Linked DNA regions of Capra hircus: region 2 is linked to region 1. A link is a contact called in public Hi-C data. All regions are on one chromosome and are shown on one strand. The core of a region is the stretch at or near the end of the contact, and the rest is flanking DNA. Distances in the headings are between cores, read along the strand shown.

Region 1 (3,646 bases), core at 261-2,760:
TGCTCCTCACCTGGGTGGATCCAGAGGCCCTTGGGCTTGTCAGGACCCTGTAGGACACAGAGCAAGAAAACTGGGCCAGGCCATCTAGGATGCTGGGGGTCTCAGGCTCCTGTGAGCTTACGGATCAGCTGTTACGGGTTGAATTTTCATCCTCCCCAAATTCCTATAGTGAAGTCCTAACCCTCAATACCTCAAAACTGACCTCCTATGGACTCAGGGTGGCTGCAGATGAAACAGGTTAAGATGAGGGATGAGATCATATCAGAGGCCTTCTAAAAGGGGAACTTGGACAGACATAAATACACACAGAGGGAAGATGGTATGAAGAGTCACAGGGACAGATATGATAGTGAGGGCAGAGTCTTCAAACCAAGCATTGCCAAAGGCAGGTGCTTCCACCACTGGAAGCTAGGAGAGCAGCCTGGAACACACACGCCCTTGTAGCCTGCTGCTACCATGATCTTGAATTTCTAGCCTCCAGAACTGAGATGATAAATTTATTATTTAAGCCACTCAGCTTGCGGTCCTTTGTTATGACAGCTGTGGCCAACTAATAAACCAGCTGGAGCTGGGCAGAGGCGAAACAGAAACATCCCTGCGGTAAGCTGGAACTATCTGAGCATCTTTCGAGCAGTGGTTGCAAAGAGTCGGAGACAAGTGAAGTGACTGAGCATGCACACACGCTAGCCACGGGGAGTTTAAACCTCCAGCACAAGGGCTCAGTCCAGGCAGCCAGTTATCTCTGGCTGAGTTGCTGCCCTCAGCTTGTAAGCTTGCAGGGACCTGCTTAGAGAAGTGGCTGATGCCTCAAAGTGCACACACGTGTGCACACACACACGTGCCTGCACACTCACCACGTTCATCAGGTTCTCATGGTCCCCGCTGTGCGGTCTTGGCTTCTTTTCTCTGAAACAGAAAAGGAAACGTGGCTGTAATACCAACGTGCTACCTAAAATCAAACATACACTCCCCTTTCCTATCCAAACTGTATCAATACTTAAATCTCTCTTTTGATAAAGAACCGAGTTTATTTTACTGAGAAACCAGAAGCCAGACAACTTACCCCTCCTCTGTAGGCAGCAGGGGTCAAGTCCTAGCAAGGGGCTAGCCAGCTCTCTTGCCCCCACTTCCTCCAGGAGTAGAAAATACAAGTTAACAAGAGAACTGGGGGCAGTTTCTTGAGTAGAAACTGTTTATATCTAGAATACTCGGATGATTTCTTTCTTTCTTTTTTTTTTTTTAAGGAAGTCCAGACAGTTCTCATGTCTTCATTTTTCTTAATTCAGTCTTTGCAAAGTCACACACTGCCAGGGGATTGAGAAAATAAGGAAAATACAACTTTTGGCTTGTTGGGAAGGGTACATGCTCTCAGGATGAGTCATGTGTACTTCCAGACTATGGAAAAGTCCATCCAGTAAAAATAGAATTTATTTTTATTCAGGAGAGGCTAAAGAAAGCCATCAGTACTAGAGGTTACCTTTCCCATAAATGTATAAGGCAACAGTGACACCTAGCGGGAGCATAAATAATTACAGAGACAGGCCCTCCCAGGCCCAGGAGAGTTGACACTCCTCTCCTCCTGGGTCTTATTTCTTCATCTTCCTGGCCAGCGGGACGCTATCCCAGCTCAGGAGACCTCGGTCCGAACCGGCACTACTTGAGTTCAGGGACTCCAGATTTTCTCTTTTTGACAGAGACTTCAGTGCAGGAAGCCATATCCAGACTTTTAAATGACACTTGGCAACTCTCTTCCAAGGTTATTGAGAAGAGTTCGGAGGAGGGTTGGCTGCCAGCTGGTCTGCTCTGGTTGCCCCAGTAGCAGCCAACTCACCAGAGAGCGGCATATGTTGTAACAATGTCTGAACACCTGGAAAATCACTCTGGCTTCGGAAGGACTCTGTTTCTGTCCAAGCAAAGATCCCCCCGCCACCCCAGCTTTTTTTTTGGTGGGAGGGTTACACATTTTATACGAAGGAGTCAAGAGAGAGAGAAGTGCAGTTCTAAAATAAGACAAGATGGTTATTTCATACACAGAATGTTTCTCTTTTAGAAAAATCTGTTTCTTAAGAAACTGCAGTTCTAGATTACACGTCTTTAATAAAATGACCCCTCCACAGCTACAGAGCAGCAAAAATTCTCAGTAACTCTCAAATGGTAGCAAAAAAGAGTGTGTTTAATACACATCATGCTTAGATTTCCAAATGTCCACAGATGGAAAGAGACAATATAAATTTAGACATGGGTGTGCTCATGAGAAGAGCTTTCATATATAAGGTCTCTTCCAGTTGCTCCCCGGGAAAACCAAAATGGCCTTTCATTGAGCTAATAAAAAGTGTCCTGGGCCCCTTTGCAGGAGAGAAGGCAGTTAATCACAGGAGTGCAGTGGGATGCCATCCATCACAGGCTTTTTAATACAGAAGGTCTTCTAGGTCCCAGGAACGTGTTATTTTAAGGCTCCAGTAGACACACATCACTCTCACCTGTCGCAACTGGAACACAGAAAGAGGAGGAAGGTGATGAGGAAGAAGGTGGCCACAGATGCCAGGCTCCCCAGCAGGATGACCTGTGCTTGTCCCTCGATCAGCAAGCTTCCCTCGGACCCCATGGTGGGGGCGGGAAGTGGCGCGGTCTGCGGCAGTCAGTCAGTCCTTCCAAGGCGGCGACATGGGGGCAGAGGGTGGCGTCTTCCTGCAGAGAGAACAGCTTGTGTTTTGACAACTTCTCAGGAGAGGTGCTAGAATCTGGTAGCAAGTTCCTGTTGGGGAGGGGCTAGATGGGAGCTGGGGCTGGGGGCAAGTCTGAGCAGATCAGGGAGGTGTGTAAAGAACGCATTGGACTCGACCTGAAACAAGTACCCCTCTGTGGTCCGTGCTTTTGTTTTCTCACCCAAAACGCAAAGCAGGAGTGTGTGGTGCCTAGCTCTGTGTTTGAGGCCACAGATGTTATTTTTGTAAGTTTGGGGGATAGATTCTTAATGTTTTCAAGTAAGACTCCAAGTCTTTTTAATTATTACTTTTCACTTTTAAATATTTAAATAAATACAAAATATTTCACCTGGAGAAAATCTGCTGAAAAAGAAACAAATAAATACACGTATATTTGGGTTCTTTTTTCCCATAGAACACTGTAAACCATTTATTACAGCTTTCACAAAAACGTAGCTTGCTACGTTTTTCTTCCCCACTTGAATCCTCAACTCCCCAAGCCTGCTTCTCTCCGAGAAGGTTTAAGGTCAATACAATTAATGACACAGACAGTCTTTATACTCACCTTCAGAAACAGTTACCTGTTCTGAGCCTATGACTTTATTTTCAGGGCTGGCTTTCATGAAAGTTTGTAAGCATTCAGTCTACTTTCAAGACACTGGAAGAAAGTCTGTGCTGAGAACACATCACCAGCAGCAAAGAAGCCTAGCTATAAACAACTACAAACTGAGGGTAAGAGCTGTCCCTAGGACACTGTAGTACCTGGCACTTAGTACCTGGTACATGGGGGCTTCCTAGGCGGCTCTAGTGGTAAAGAATCCGTCTGCCAAGGCAGGAGATGTAGGAGATACAGGTTTGGTTCCTGGGTCAGGAAGATCCCCTGGAGAAGGACATGGCAACTCACTCCAGTATTCTTGCCTGGAGAATCCCATGGACAGAGG
Region 2 (3,833 bases), core at 851-3,350, 300 kb before region 1:
GATGCTGTGAAAGTGCTGCACTCAATATGCCAGCAAATTTGGAAAACTCAGCAGTGGCCACAGGACGGGAAAAGGTCAGTTTTCATTCCAATCCCAAAGAAAGGCAATGCCAAAGAATGCTCAAACTACTGCACAATTGCACTCATCTCACATGCTAGTAAAGCAATGCTCAAAATTCTCCAAGCCAGGCTTCAGCAGTACGTGAACCGTGAACTCTCTGACATTCAAGCTTGTTTTAGAAAAGGCAGAGGAACCAGAGATCAAATTGCCAACATCCACTGGATCATGGAAAAAGCAAGAGAGTTCCAGAAAAACATGTATTTCTGCTTTATTGACTATGCCAATAAAGCAGAAGGGGATGACAGAGGATGAGATGGCTGGATGGCATCATGGACTCGATGGACGTGAGTCTGAATGAACTCCGGGAGATGGTGATGAACAGGGAGGCCTGGCGTGCTGCGATTCATGGGGTCGCAAAGAGTCGGACACGACTGAGCGACTGAACTGAACTGAACTGAGAAGATTAAATGAGTACCAACATACAGCCTCACTAGAGTCACGGTTCCATGGGTGTTAGCCATTATTAACCTTCAAGTTCATGAACACGCTCATAGCACATAACCCCCATGAAAGACGAAAGTGTTAGGTATCCTCACTTGTTCTTCTTATTCAGCACCAGCATTAGCAGTTGTTGCTTTTCTTTGTGTGTGTGTGTGTGTGTGTGTGTGTGTGGTGCTGATGGTATTACTTTTCTTAAAGACACAGTTGTAACTTCACAAGAGGTGCTTTGAAGGAGGTGGCAACTGTGTGCGAGGAGCAGCTGCTGGGCTCCTCACTAGTGCCACATGTTGGCGGCTTGGCAAGGATGTGGCTCACGGCATCATGACTCTTGAGGTCCCCCCACAAGCAGCCAAAGCCTCCAGTGACCATTTGGATTGTATTTCTGCTCTCAGCCCTCATTGCTGCACTACTAGCTATGTGCTCAGGGCTCTTTTCAGTTCAGTTCAGTCGCTCAGTCGTGTCTGACTCTTTGCGACCCCATGGACTACAGCACGCCAGGCCTCCCTGTCCATCACCAACTCCCGGAGTCCACCCAAAGTCATGTCCAGTGGAGTCGGTGATGCCATCCAGCAGTCTCATCCTCTGCCATCCCCTTCTCCTCCCGCCTTCAATCTTTCCCAGCATCAGGGTCTTTTCAAATGAGTCAGTTCTTCACATCAGGTGGCCAAAAGGGCTCTTTTAGTTCCTGGAAATACAGTTTCGAGAAAACTCGGCAGAGACTCTGCCCTCCTGAGCTGTGCTCTGTTGGAGAATCAGACCTTCATCAGACACATGGATAAACATAAACTTAGCTTCCCAGGTGGCTCAGGGGTAAATAGGCCTGCCATTTCAGGAGACCTGGGTTCGATCCCTGGGTGGGGAAGATCCCCTGGAGAAGGAAATGGCAACCCACTCCCGTGTTTTTTCCTGGAAAATCCCACGGACAGAGGAGCCTGGTGGGCTAAGTCCATGGGGTCACAAGAGTCAGACGCGACTCAGTGACTAAACCACCGCACATATGTGACAAATGCAGGTAGGAGGGTCTGGACTGGGGGCTTCTGGCTAACGGGAGTGCTCCCAGCTCAGGAATGGAAGGGGCACTGGCCGTGGCCTCTCTGAGGGTGTGGACGAGCCCAGGGCCGGGCAGTGCGGGAGCACAGGCCAGGCTGCCTTCAGAAGCAAGGCTGAGGGCCATGTGGAGGGCCAGCTGGGTCTGGCAGGCCTCCCTTGGGGAGGGGCAGCTGGGTCGGGCCTGCGGAGTTCTCTAAGGCTCTTATCTTAAAGGCCTGGGAAGCACTGAGGTGTTTCCAGCAGGATCGGGTGGGGAGAGGTCAGGTCAAGTTGAGCTGATGCTATCAGATTTACTTTTCAAAAAGCTCACCCTGGCTGCCGCGTGGAAAATGAGTTTCTGGGGTTTGACAACTGATCTTTTATCTGAGGAATTGATTGCCTGGTGACTGTGGCAGCAGGTTGCGGGATGACAGAACCTGTGACATGAAGAGGCAGTCAGGGGGTGTGTGCAGCATCAGCGGACGCGGCCCCAGGCCTGGGGTCTCCTGCACGGGTGGGTGCTGCTGGCCGGCCCTGAGCGCTTGGCCCTGGCCTGCGCTGACAAGCCCGGCTATTGTTCATGCCTCAAGAAGCGTTTTTCTTCTTTTGAAACACGTCATGCCTGAATGCCATCTGCTTGGAGGGTGTGTACAAACACGGTCTCCCCTGGCTAACCCACCAGCTAACAGAAAAGTGTTTTACACCCTAGAGAGCCATAAAAGACATTTATCTGCAATTAAAATGCTGTAGTAAGAAAACGGAAATAAAAATGAATACCACATCCCTCAGATTAGAACTAATCTAGTTCCTTAGCAACCACTGAAATCTGCTGTCTAGACCGAGTTCAATTACTTTTAAAACTTGTGGTAGTCTTCAGACCAGGAATAAAGTCTGAAAATAAACTCTCTCCCACTAGAACGGGCACAGTGACATCTTCAATCCTGGAATTCTGGGAGAGCTTTCCCTGAGAGTTTGGAAAACTGGACTCAGTCACTGTTAAATGCGATTAAAAAGCACAAAAACTTCATTTTCTTTCTAAAGGGATCTTGTAGCAAAAGTGGTCCTCTTCCTTCCAGTTTCATTTTAGCTGTTGTTTCCTTCAAGACCACAAGGAAGATGAGAGAAGCTGCCCATTTTATTACGGTGTCCAGTGGCCTTGATCAAACAAGATGGGAAAATGAGAGCAAACACATCATAATACGTGAGGCAACACAGGTCAGTACTTCTGACACTACCTGTGGGGAAGGATAATTTTTAAGAAATTTCTAATCAGTCATGGATCAATACTTCTGTCAAATACAAGGGGGAAAATGACCCGTGGAAGATATGCATGCTAAGTCGCTTTAGTCGTGCTTGATTTTTGTCGACCACATGGACTGTAGGCTCCCTGGCTCCTGTCCGTGGGGATTCTCCAGGCAAGAATACTGGAGTGGGTTGCGGTGCCCTCCTCCAGGGGATCTTCCCAACCCAGGAGTCGAACCCGTGTTTCTTATGTCTCCTGCATTGGCAGATGGGTTCTTTACTACTAGTGCCAGTGGAAGACGTCATCATGTCAAACTGCTATGCAAATTAAGCTGCTGCTTCCTCTCAATTTCTGTGCCCAGCTCACTGTGGGCTGATGACAGGCTGCAGACTGGCACTGGTCCATGGAGCGCCCATGAGTACGTGGCACTAGGCAACGCTTTGATGTCCATTTCACTTTGCCTGAAAAGTCAACACTCAGTCCCCTCCCTCTTTCTCCCACTTGCTGCTCTGCTCCCCTTGGGTCTTCCCACCACCCTTGTCACTCTGCACCTTGGGGCCCACGTTCCATCGTCAGTAATCCTTTACCCTCTCCCCTCTCCTGTATCTGGGCTTTCCTCTGAGGTTAATCTTCTTTTCTGTCAGTTTCCTGTCAGTCTCACTGAGGTCAGGCAGGGATGCCCACCTTTGACCTGCCCCATAGGAGACCATCCCCCTTCGCCCTCATGCAGAAACTCTTGGGCTTCTGAGGCTCAGCTGTGCACTTACCTGACTCTCTCCTTCTTTCTGTCTCAGCCATCACCAGCCTTTCTAACAGCACCTCTCTCCCCAAACAGTCATCTAATGTTTTGGCAAATACATTATAGCCATTATTTTTTAAATAATGTATAATTATAGCTATGATCTTAGGAGGCTGATTGAAAGCATCCAAAAACCTAACTTCTGTGCCCCTAGCCCCCCAGTATTCAGCCTAGTGCTGAGCTTAAGGAAAGATCCTGCAG

Evidence for each region. A called contact is a pair of places that touch in the nucleus more often than the background predicts.
Region 2: a Hi-C map of liver shows a contact between it and region 1, with 6 times the contacts expected there. The contact joins two enhancer-like sites. A contact is called at or near these places in 2 of 5 Hi-C or Micro-C datasets (blood and liver).

The regions. Positions count from the first base shown.
Region 1 is chr14:37,858,240-37,861,885 of ARS1.2, reverse strand. PAG1 (phosphoprotein associated with glycosphingolipid-enriched microdomains 1) reads right to left here. Exons shown (of 9, transcript XM_005689126.3): 4 at 2,481-2,688; 5 at 855-906. The coding sequence starts at 2,605. Among named protein-coding and RNA genes, the nearest start is that of ZNF704, 110 kb to the left of the region's middle. Within about 2 kb of position 1,510, at least 3 of the 5 cell types and tissues checked have an H3K27ac peak or open chromatin away from gene starts, as enhancers often do.
Region 2 is chr14:38,153,723-38,157,555 of ARS1.2, reverse strand. The region is part of intron 2 of ZNF704 (zinc finger protein 704); the gene reads right to left. Among named protein-coding and RNA genes, the nearest start is that of ZNF704, 190 kb to the right of the region's middle. Within about 2 kb of position 2,100, at least 2 of the 5 cell types and tissues checked have an H3K27ac peak or open chromatin away from gene starts, as enhancers often do.